Regions from separate parts of the Xenopus laevis genome. Here region 1 is linked to region 2. Evidence: chromatin contacts called from public Hi-C data. All regions are on one chromosome and are shown on one strand. Each heading gives the region's core, a stretch centred on a gene start, on an enhancer-like site or on the middle of the called end of the contact. The rest is flanking DNA. Distances are from core to core; before and after follow the strand shown. Region 1 has its middle 240 kb from the start of tns1.S. Region 2 overlaps igfbp5.S (insulin-like growth factor-binding protein 5).

The links. Hi-C and Micro-C count contacts between places; a contact is called where the count stands out from the background.
Region 1: a contact with region 2 is called in a Hi-C map of the XL177 cell line, with 6 times the contacts expected there. The contact joins two enhancer-like sites. A contact is called at or near these places in 2 of 4 Hi-C or Micro-C datasets (the XL177 cell line and the XTC cell line).

Annotation. Positions count from the first base shown.
Region 1 is chr9_10S:51,973,692-51,979,799 of Xenopus_laevis_v10.1, forward strand. No RefSeq gene overlaps it. Among protein-coding and RNA genes, the nearest start is that of tns1.S, 240 kb to the right of the region's middle. Within about 2 kb of position 2,015, at least 1 of the 7 cell types and tissues checked has an H3K27ac peak or open chromatin away from gene starts, as enhancers often do.
Region 2 is chr9_10S:51,377,668-51,383,840 of Xenopus_laevis_v10.1, forward strand. All of the region lies in intron 1 of igfbp5.S (insulin-like growth factor-binding protein 5), which reads right to left. Among protein-coding and RNA genes, the nearest start is that of igfbp5.S, 5.5 kb to the right of the region's middle. Within about 2 kb of position 1,579, at least 1 of the 7 cell types and tissues checked has an H3K27ac peak or open chromatin away from gene starts, as enhancers often do.

The DNA of each region.
Region 1 (6,108 bases), core at 765-3,264, 600 kb after region 2:
AAAAAAACACTTTATATCAGTGATCCCCAACCAGTGGCTTGTGAGCAACATGTTGCTCACCAACCCCATGGATGTTGCTCTCAGTGGCCTCAAAGCAGGTGCTTCTTTTTCAATTTCCGGGCTTGGAGGCAAGTTTTGGTTGTATAAAAACCAGGTATACTGTCAAACAGAGTCTCGTGTAGGCTGCCAGTCCACATAGGAGCTAACAAATCAATCAAAGGTCATATTTGGCACCCTAGGGATTTTTTTTCATGCTTGTGTTGCTCCCCAACTCATTTTACATTTGAATGTGTCTCACGCGTGAAAAAGGTTGGGGAATACAGCTTTATATCATTGTTGTACACACAACAGCCTTCCAGTTATTGCTGAAATGCAACACCCATCACCCACCTTCAGCCACTCCTATAACCCTAAGCTATCAGCAGCAGGGATGTATATCTTAGATGCACTGCTAATAACAGCCACGTGCAGAGATAACATTATATTGGCACACTCACAGCCTAGACACCTGCACCAATATATCACTCAGGCAGTAAAAGTGCTTTTGCAATCCCAGTAACCTGTTTATACATGAACTGCTCTGAATTGTTCCTTTGAGTATATTAACCTAAGAGATTGAAATAATGGCCATTTATATGATCTGTGACAATGTATTTTCCTTTCAGCATAAACTACCTATATATGTCACACACTATAGTGTCTGTAAACTACTTAAATATACAGAGAAGGAATGTTATGGGCGCTAAGTAAGTCATACCCACACAATGTCAAGGGGAAAGCACAGTATCCATCTTAACTTCAAATTCTTTCCCATCAAGGTCTCACCAGTCAATCATTCTCCAAATTTTGCAGCCAAAGAATTTGACTATGAGTCCTTCCAGGGAGCTGTTGGGCTCATTTCATCAGGTACTGACTGAGTTTTGCTTTAAGCAGTCCAAGATACAATCATCGGTTCCCTCCAGCACAACTGTTCCGAAGCATCATTCTTTCATCTCAGCCCTTTCACTGCTTTATGTGACTTTTGTGAGAACCTTGATCTTGCGATATGCAGACAGTGTAATGTCTCCTGGGTTTTAATATCTCTTCAAGACCCAAATATAATTGCTGCATATTTCACCTTCAAACTCACAAAGGGGTTCCCTTCCAGGCCCATTGAGTACAAGGCAACCCTTTATTACCAGCAGCCATTGGGTTCCATTCAGCATTGGACAGGGACAGCAAGGGTGTCAGGAAAAAACCCAGGGGCCCAGGCCCTTGTGGACCCCACCACCCAAGCTCTGCTGCTTGCCCTGTGGTGAGTTCAGCTCTATTAATATAATGATATTAATAATAGGAAGTAGCTGCAAAAAAAAACAACAATATTTTGAAAATAAAAATGGGGCAGGGAAATTACAAAAAATATAGGTTGAGCATATTTACTTTAGGGCAGGTTTATTTGCCCTTGGAATAGTCAATGCCATGGTAAATACCACTGAGCAGTTTTTCTGCAGGCTCAGTGCTTTCAGGGAAGCAGCTTGACTGATAAACGTGCCCTCTGTGATTCTGCTTGGGGTAGAGGGCCCCCCTGGTGCTTCTGCCAAAAATAATATATAAAAGAAAGAAAACCCATCTCCTCGGCTCATAAAATAATATTAATAGGGTGATGTAACACAAACACCCAGAGGCTTCAGCAGGAATGGAGCAAACTGTAGGAAACTGTGTCGTGCTGCCTATTCGACCAGATTAGCTTCAGTTCCTTGGCGTCATATTTTAAAAGCAACCTAATAGTATAACAAATAAAATGATGCCCACAAGTGGGTCCATTGCTCTTAGAAATATTTTGGACCTGCAGCAGGGCGACTTACCCTTTACTTGAAAGCAGTTTTCACATACAAGTAATCTCAGTAATCTCATTTATGGGTAAGGGAGCACTGACTCTGCCTGTGAGCCATACACAGAATGGCACACCAGGGCATGGGTAAAGTGAAATCTGAAGGCACCTGCAGCCCCTCCTGTGTATCCTGCTGGCCTGAGACACTTTGGTTACATGACAAAGCCAGCACTTACTCAGCAGAAAAGATTGTTAGTCATGGAGCAACAGTGCCCTCTAGAGCTTGTAGTAAGAATAACAGTATTCAAACATTTGTCTTAGACTCACTAGAACCAAAGCAGTATCCAGGGAGAATAAATATAATGGGCAATGTTTGGCCCACTGGCATCACTGACTAGAGATTCAAATCCGGATTCAAATCCGTTAAAGGAGAAGGAAAGTCATTTTATATTTGAGGGTGCAAAAAGTTAGGAACCTGTATTTTCTTCCAGCGAGCACCATGGAAGGATCCTCTTTCTGCTTCTTCGCTCTTCAAATTTCCCGGGGCAGTCGCATGTGCAGAAGAACGAAATAGCCAGCTATTTTGTTAAAGTTCAGCCTTTTGCTCTACTGCGCGTGTGCAGCCACAAGCTGAAAGAAGAAGTAGAAAGAGGATTGATTTGTGATGCTCACTGGAGGAGCTGATACACTCACTTAAGGGTGCCTAGCTTTTGGTACCCCAAGTATAAAATTACTTTCCTTCTCCTTTAATGCTTATTTATAACCACCCGAATATATATTGTATATCATGGATGCTCTACTGTGCAACTATATCCCAGTCTTTACTTACATATGATATCTCTGTTGTTGATATTGTAGATTTCAACCCACATTCCCTTCAGTGGTTCATATGTAGTTCAATAAGTAGCATTTTAGATTGTAAAAGCCATTATATAGGACCCTCTTTATCAGCCAGTACTTGTATGTAATTTGTATGTTTCATGTATATACCATTCTATTGTACAGCACTGTGTAATATGCTGGCACATTATAAACAAATAATAACAATGATTGTCAAAGCACAGCATGACCCCCCAAAAAAGTTTTATGGAACAAGAGCTCCTGGGCCCCTTGATATAAATGCAGTGGTAAAAGCTTCCCAATAGGCTCATCTGTTGGGATCAGGCTCCTGCATACAGAAATAAATCTTCTATTCCCAGCAGGGGGGGGGGTAACTACAGAAGAAGCAGACCCTGCGGCTGCAAGGCGGTCCAGGTGTATAGGGGGCCCATGAGGCCCTAATTAATGAGCAATGTCAACATATATTTGTAAAAAAAAAAAAAAAAGGACAACATCTGGATATGTTGGGGGACCTAAAAATTAATTTGCTGTGGGGCCCAGTAACATCTAGTTATACCACTGATTCCCAGAATCCCAAATGTACTGTATATTCCTTAAAAAAAATTCCCGGTTGCTAAGTTCCCTGCCTTAAAAGGGCAACTAAACCCTCAAATGTTTCAACAAAATTGTGCTGTACGAGGACTGAAGTGGCTGGGCGGCATGCCTCCCCTAAAATTTTGCCATCCTAGGCCCAAACCTTTATGGCCTCACCGCAAATCTGGGCCTGGCAGCACCCCCAATAAAAATATACCACACCCCCAACACTGCCAGGCTGCACCCTTTTTTATAATGAAATACAGAAGGTGATTAAAAGGCTAAAGCCAGCCTGACATTTAGACAATGGCCCCTTAAATTACAGTTTGTACAATTGCAGTTAAATAGAAATGAAATGTTTACAATTTAAAAACATAAATACATATATATATATATAGCACTATAGTAAACTGCTTTGTGTGAGAGCAGTTTTAGCTACTTTCCTTTGTGGGCTGATACCACAGATGAGCTCTCTTTCTCAGGGGCAAGCCCTCGCAACGCGGTGGAGGAAGGGTGTAGTTTAACTGTAACTAGGTGCGATAGCACAATGATGGGCGCCAGTAGTTCTTTAACGGTTGAACATAGAACTGTGTTTATTGAACAATAGCACATAGATCATTCAGCACATTGATCCACAATGGAGTATAGAACATACACAGCAGCATAAAGGAAGCATATACTCACAGCACGTATAGGCTAAATCCCCACAGGCTAGGGAATATACAGCAGAGAGTAAGTTGACAGCATGTGATGGGTATTGCCCAGTTTTCAGAATATCTTCCAGTGGCAGACTAGGGGAATTCCTACCATCCCTATCTCAACACTTTAGTCCTTACTCCGGGTCAGTAATACCCTGGGATCTTAATCCCTCTAATCTCCTCGGCGGAGCCTTGAGCTGCTCAACTAAATAACCTCTCTATCACTCCTAGAGTGATCTATAATTGAGTATAGCTGTCTAATTACTAGGGCCAAGGCACCTAGGGTGACACTACCCATTCCCTTCCAGCCTGCTTGGTTGGGCTAAAGCAATGGACCCTGACCTCATGGTTCCTAAACCTTTTATACTCTGGCACAGTGCCATCTGGTGTACACTGTGTGAACTACAGGGGTTACATAAGCACAAGGTCCCCATAAGGACCTTTTAGGCATCCATATAACTAGGGATGTGCCTGTCTGTAATGTGTAAGGGTGTCTAAGATTTTCACATCCCTACATATATATATATATATATATATATATATATATATATATATATATATATATATATATATATATATATATATATATATATATATATATATATATATAATATATTTATTTATATGTAGAGGCTATAATATCCTTGTATGCTACAGTAGGAGGTGACGGTTGCCTTTGTGTCTATTTCTTCTGTCTGTAACAGTGACGCAGGACTTTTCCACCACAGGACAGAAGAATGGGCTGGGGACATTGTTCTTGCCTTAGCACACTGAATCATCTCTGGCACTCTATAAAATACATTTATTTACTGTAGTTAACCAGTGACTCTAGTAGCTGCCACACCAACCGGCCAGAACACACTGACTCAAACTCAGCCGTCTAAACCCATTTCCAAACCTCAGGAACATGGCAGGGTTCTGAGTATTCTTGGAAGCAATTTGGGAGAATTCCTCCTCCGATATCCTTGTGCCACTTGTGTGACATTGCCTGTATCAGCTCCTGGGAACTAAGCTTGCATGAATTACAGACAGACAACATTGTGCAACAGTTGCATTGTGTATGTACCCTCTGATCTACTCATCTTCCATGTTCCTGGTTCAGTCTGATGTCACTTTCATCAACAGCAGCTTTCACCAACAGTGCCCAAGAGAAGGGGAATAGGAATTCATGTAATATCTACCAGCTTAGAGATTCTCCCAGGAGGTATGGTTTCCATATGGGTTTCAGCCTCAGCTTAGGTTATAGCTGTTGTTAGGTGGTCAACCACAGTGCACCTTCAGCATGAATCTCAAGAGAAGCACAAACGTGTATGCTATGCCCCCTTAGAGCAGATAGTACCCACAAGAGCTTCAGCCTAAGATGGGAGATGTAAATTAACATATATGTAGGGTTCCCAAATCTAGATTTACAGACTATAGAATTTCCCTACAGATGTTCTCATTTTCCCACATTAAAAATTGAGAAGCTTGATAGATAGAACCCATAATTCTCTGTGGTAATCAGGCTCTCAGGCAAAGACCAAAAGATGAAATCCTTACAAAGGATTACATAGGTAGGGGGGCCAGGAGCCGTGTGCAAGATGATGGAGGCATGTGGAACACCTGCATTGGAAAACCATTGTTCTGGAGCCTGACAGGGGCTAACACTGCACTGGGGGAAATGTAAGGGAGCAGTTACTGTTGTGAGTGATAATCTTCTATGGTATCTGTAAGTTTTCTTTCCTACTCACTTCCCACCCAGCCCTGACTTTGCTGTATAAAGGCAAAATGTTGCTGTGTCGATGGGAAACAGAACTGCACATTGCTAGATTTAGATTAGAAACACATGAGAAAAAAATAACCAAACATGGGACATTTTTCATTAGAGGGCTTATTACCTAATGCAAGGCACAAGCACTATGAATGCTAATGGGCACAAAACAGTACCTTTCAGCACACAGTACTATGTCTATAAATCAAGAAATAATGCCCAGCAACCAGAGGCTGGGTTACAAATGGTTACTCTGTTGGATAAAACTAAAAAATGCCCCTATGGTGTTTCAGCTGAAATGGTTTAATGAGAAAATATAGATAAAATAGCCTGCGAGGGGACCTGTGGAGGAAAAGGGAGATTAACAGTTCTGGAAGGTTTTGAAAGTCACTCAAGCATTGCTGGACTACCCAAAATATCCCATATGAAATTAAATG
Region 2 (6,173 bases), core at 329-2,828:
ACATTAATACAGAGATAATAACCTGAAATGTGTTTTCTGTGGTACCCTACATCTGCTGACAACCAGTGGTAGTTGCAGCGTTGCCAATGATGAGAATTCCACCGTTTATAAAGATCTAGGTGGCTCTCATTCAGTGGCCTCTAAGTTTAGCACCCTTCAAGCCAAACATTGGATCCATAGGGTGATATGCTATTAAATATATATCTTCAAGCATCCTGAATAAACCAATGCAGTCTGCAGCATGCAGGGATCATCTGCTCACCCAGACAGCTTTTCCACACTTAGGTGCTGATGCGGACACTCACTTGTCCATAAGCGGCTATAACTCACCTTTTTAAAGGTGGCCTATGGGTTCCTTTCTGAACTCAGGCCTCACACACAGCACCTTTATGTAACTTATTTCCACAGTAGCCTCAACAGACCAGTTTGAGGGCTGTTGGTTGTGTTACATGCTGTAGTCTCATCCCTTTTATATTTACTTATTCATTTTGAGTCTAAAGTAGCAGTGAATAATAGTCTCAGGGAAGGGACTGTGACTGTATGATAGCAGGTATAGTAGGGTGAGATGGTGCCTATAATAGCAGTGGGATAAGTGTCTCTGGGAAGGGACTGTAAGATAGCAGGTATAGTAGGGAGAGATGGTGCCTATAGTAGCAGTGGGATAATAGTGTCTGGGAAGGACTGTTGCATATAAGGTAGAGTTGAGCAAGGAAGAACTGCCTCTACCTACAAAGAGTTAAAGGCCAAACAGTCCAACTTTATGTAAATAGTGGTTCCCAAAAACTGTGGCCCCATGGAGAGGGGGGATTTAGGGCAGACTGAGTTAGTGAGTCATCAGGCTGCACGGGGGTAATGCACTGCATGGGAGGCTCTAGAGAGTTATTATAAGCAGTGGGATTTAAATAGTCTGGGTAAGTGCTCTGGGTCAGGGGGATGAAAACAAACAGTGAACTCTCTGTGGCTCAGCGAATACCCTTGTTTCACCGTAGATATCAGCTGTGGAAACACAGCCCTTCCCCATATCTCTGCTCCACTGACCTTTCCAAACAAAACCTCCCCCAACTGCCCATTCCGCACACACACCTGCTCTGTCCCCCCTTCCCCCACCTACAAGCCCCTTGGGGAGGGGGGGGGAGAAGGATTTTAACAAGTTCATAACCACATGGGCGAATAATGCACACTAGGTACCCAACCAACGCCTCCTACAGTTTCAACCTCAGCTTCATTATATCTGTACACATATGAAATGCCTTATTAGCCATAAATGTAAATGCATGCTGCGGACTGCACTGAATTTTGTGCGTGCCTGGTACAACCATTACATGTATTGCTAATATGGGTGTTTTATACTTTTGGGTGTGGTGCCAAATCTGCGGCCCTTCAGGTGCTGTTAAATTACAATAGCTACAATTTAAGCTGCTAGTATACTTTATAGCCCTTACTGCTGGAAACATTACTAAAAAGTGTAAGCAAGCAGAATGAACATTGTAAGGAGAATGGGGACGCAGCATGCTGCATTTCACCTCAGAGCTTACATGTGTCTGTGTGAGTACAGCTCAATAATTGAGTGCATCTACTCCTGCGGCTGAACAGAAGAAAGCGCAACGCAGGGGATCGCACAATAAAACGCCCGTGTGTAAGAGCCCTTACTCGCGAGAGATCCATGTGCACCAGGCACGGATTTACTTAAAATAGCAGATTGTAACAGAGCACAGGTGATTAGATACGCCAGTGTCATTGTGCTGCCCACTGAGATTTGCCCCTGGTTCCAGTGGGGAGGGATTTAATATATGAGCCATTGTTCAGGGCATTCTGATCATTCATTAATGCTCTGGCCTGTAAGTGGCATTGGGGACCTAGAAAAGCATTGCCTAGCTGTAAAGATAGTCTGTTCATGCTCTTTATCTGGGTGTAATTTTGCCACCTTTTCTGGAAAAAGATACCGGCCTTTCTTTCTTTTCTATTAATAACCTTGGCACTAAACATAATTTTTACCGGCCAGGTGGAATCCCTATCTGGGAGGAAGAAGTGCTACTCCGAATCCATCTCTTTCTCTATGGTTTCAACTAGGGATGCACCGAATCCAGGATTCGTTTCGGGATTCGGCCGAACCCTTCTGCCCGGCCGAAACAAATCCGAATTTGCAAATTAGGATTTGCCTACAAATTAGGGGGCAGAGAGGGAAATTGCATGACTTTTTGTTACAAAACAAGGAAGTAAAAAATGTTTTCCCTTCCCATCCCTAATTTGCCTATGCAAATTAGGATTCAGATTCGGTATTCAGCCAAAACTTTCGCTAAGGATTCTGGAGTTCGGCCCGAATCCACAAAAACTACAAAATAGTGGATTCGGTGCATCCCTAGTCTCCATCCCAGCCACCACCATAAACACCTTGCAGCCACCAGCTGCTCAGTGCTTCTCCCTCATTGTTCACTCTCATATCACAATAAACAAGGAACTTGCTGCATCTGTTTTCTTTAGCAGTCTCTTCCAAATAAATGAATCCCAGGTGCCGGGGCCCCTGGGATGTGACCTCTCACATTTACAAGGCCAGATATTTTGTCCTAAATACATGTGTTAAGAGCATGGACCAGGGCCATAATAAAGCCATAACACAACCAGGAGCTACCATAGAGAAAGAGATAGGGCAAGCCATGTATGCTGACACTGCAGAATCACATGCAAGTGTATGTTATCAAGAGTTGACTGTGATTGTTGGCCCCTGATGCAAGGGCATAAAGTTTAAGCATCCCTGCAAGGCTGGACTTTTAAGTTTCCAAAGCAGCACCAGTCCATTGTGTAGTTTTACAGGCCTTGCTCCCAGGCTGTGTTTGAAGTTCCATAGCACAGGATGTCTAGGACTTTGCAGGATTCACTTACAGACCCAGGATGGTAATGTGGTGCAGCTGTGCTCCTGCAGGTAGACTGTACTTTAATTCCTTCACTGGTAGCACTACTTTTTGTCATCTTCCCTTTATCTTTGTCAAATGTTTTTCTTTAACGTCAACCCCCTCCAATCATGGAGTTTCAGCCATTGTTTTTATAGCTTGCTACATGCATTTATATAAATGTTCTCCCATGATCTTCCTGTTGTGTTATAATCTTACAAGCTGTGCAGAAAGGAGCAGTCTCCTCGTGAGGCAACTTTGGAAAACAAACCACCGCGCGTGTTATTCCTCTGCCAGGAAGAAGCCAATTGGAGCCAATGGCAGTCAATAACCAGTTATCACTGATATCGATGTGTTCCTGATATATTCAAGGTTCTCTATCTCCTGTAGGGTAAAATGGTATGGGCTGGATATGCCAGTGCAGACTGAATTAGAACTATTTATTGAATTATTGGTATTTGGCTAAACCATTCCCTATCGCGTTAAACGCAGGAAAAGCCAATTTGCACTTTCTCCCTGTGCATTCTGGGTAATATAGTTTAATGGTAAGTGCACATGTAGCTTTTGACACACCGCTATGCTGCCTGTCACTGACATGAAAGAAACCGCCAGTGACAGGTGGGTTTTCTGCGTGACTGGCAGTTTCCTTTAAAGTAATATATAGGCAAAGGAGAAATTATATTGGGCTATAGGCTTGACGGCTATAGGCTGCTGGTCGGTCCTGATTTCAATTAATAATTCGACCTCCACTTGGCCTTCCTCCTCTGCTGATGTGACCCACCTTGAAGTCTTACTGCACCAGCCTCCTGGCTAGCAATTGATCCTACCTGTGCCTCTTGCAGACCCCCCCACTTTCTCCCCATGCCAGGGAGTAAACCAACTGTGCATCTGACTGATCCCTTGCTAAGGAGTGGCCCACCTGAGTTAGGGCCCTTACTCACGGGCGTTCGAAGCTGCGCTCCCGTTTTATGTGTTCAGGAGCGCAGGAGTAGATGCGCTGAATTCTTTTCAATGGGGCTGTACTCACACAGACGCATGTAAGCGACGAACGCAGGTTGGACGCAGCATGTTGCATTTTTCCTGCGTTCGGCGTTTACATGCGTCTGTGAGAGTACAGCTGCATTGAAAAGAATTCAGCGCGTCTACTCCTGCGCTCCCCTGTGGCTGAACACATAAACCTGAGCGCAGGGGTGCACAGCTTTAAACGCCCGTGAGTAAGGGCCCTTACTATAATTTTGAAGGCGCACACCCAAAAGACAAATGCTGAGGTGCCAATTCTGTGGGGGCCGACAAAATGAAGCCTCGTGATGAATAACAAACCAAAGAATATATGGATTGCACAATCAGTCTATATAACATGTAAGTGTTTGATACAATATATTGTGACTTTTTAAATAGAATGAGTGTGCAATCCTTATATTCTTTTGGTCTAAGGGCCCTTACTGACTGACCCCTCTATACTATTGAGTCTACCACCTGTGCATAATAGTGAATTATCCACCTGTTCTACAGTCTGCCCAGTGACCCACCTGTTCTTTGACAACCCCCTTATGATATATAATGACCCACCTGTTCTATGGTTTGACCCCTATTCCCTGTGCCAAACAGTGACCCATTTGTTGATAGTCTCACCTGTACTGATGTGCTACTGTCTAACACCAATATGGTGAAAGAGCCCCAAGATGGTAAAAGAGCCCCAAGATGGTAAAAGAGCCCCAAGATGGTAAAAGAGCCCCAAGATGGTAAAAGAGCCCCAAGATGGTAAAAGAGCCCCAAGATGGTAAAAGAGCCCCAAGATGGTAAAAGAGCCCCAAGATGGTAAAAGAGCCCCAAGATGGTAAAAGAGCCCCAAGATGGTAAAAGAGCCCCAAGATGGTAAAAGAGCCCCAAGATGGTAAAAGAACCCCCCCATCCTGCTCTAGGAATCTTACAGGGGATGACAGAGCTTTAAGTACAATAAACTGGAAGCCACCAGTTCCAACATCCACTGTTTTTTCCCCTGTTCTTCTGTCACCCTCCCCCCTTCATATGGTGCATGTATTAATAAATTATACTCAAATTCTAATATCAGTCAGCCAATCTGTCATTTCTTTTATAAAGGTGGGGTTCAAGTCAGCTGTGCTAGCGGCTGGCCCATCTCCCTGCTTTTCATTTAAGCTTCAGTCTGCTACATAACCATTTCTGTGCCAGCAGTCTAACCTAGCAGAGATTGCACCTGCCAAAAAACTGCCTGCTTAACCCTCGCAGCCCTGCAGCTGATCTAAGGATCCTTGCCAGAGCTGGCAAGCGGAGACCAACCTTTCTTGGAAGATTTAGTAACACACTCCTGACCTGTCATGCAGAGAAAAACCCCAAATTCTGGTTTTTGTTCAAGGGGCGGATCCCAATTGCAAAGAGATCAGCTGTAACTCGCCTGATACAATGTAAAAAGTGACACTATTCTCATCCCAATAACCAGATGGGTCACTTGTCATAAGTAAATGGGAGCAACACCCAGTTAATAAGGAGGTCACAGGAATTTTTTTTTTCCTCCATAATACATTAGTTAATAGTGCTGCTCCATCAGAATTCTGCACTGAAATCCGTTTCTCAAATAATGGGAATTCAATTTTACATTGTAGAGTGAATATTTGCGAATACAAACCTCATCATAAAAATTACAGAATCCCTTTAATCTGGAAGCAGTATCTGTATGCTGGGAAGGCATTAATAGCCCACCAGACAGCAAAGGGTTAAATAAATCAGCATATACATTACAGCAGGGGGCTATTGTTCGCGTCAAGTTAAACACTGGGGGCAACAGCAGACTGCACTTGGCAAGGACTGCCAAACTACAATTCCCAGCATTCTTCAATGAAGCAGCTGCTGGAGAAAAGGGAGCAGGTAATCAGCAGGAAGCCCAGCGATGCCAACTTAAAAAAAAATGCCCAAACTGAGCTGTTGAACTACAACTCCCAGAATCCCCTGATAGCCAACTGCTTTTTAAATTCATTGTGCCTGTGGAAAACTAGTGTAAGAGTACAATTTTCAGCATCCCCTAACAGCCTTACTGTAAAGGGCATCATTGGAGTTGTAGTAAATTAACCACTGTTGAAATAAATGTAGTTAAAAACTGGGTTTATGTACTAGAAATAGCAGTATACTGGTTAAGAGTTCACCTCCGATCTAAGTGCAACGTCCTCCCTATCCCATTCTGAAACAGATGCTGGCGATCATTAACACAAGAGAATTCTGGGAAATGTAGTCCAACAGCTGGAGACGCATCAGTAGCAGATGTCTGCCTTA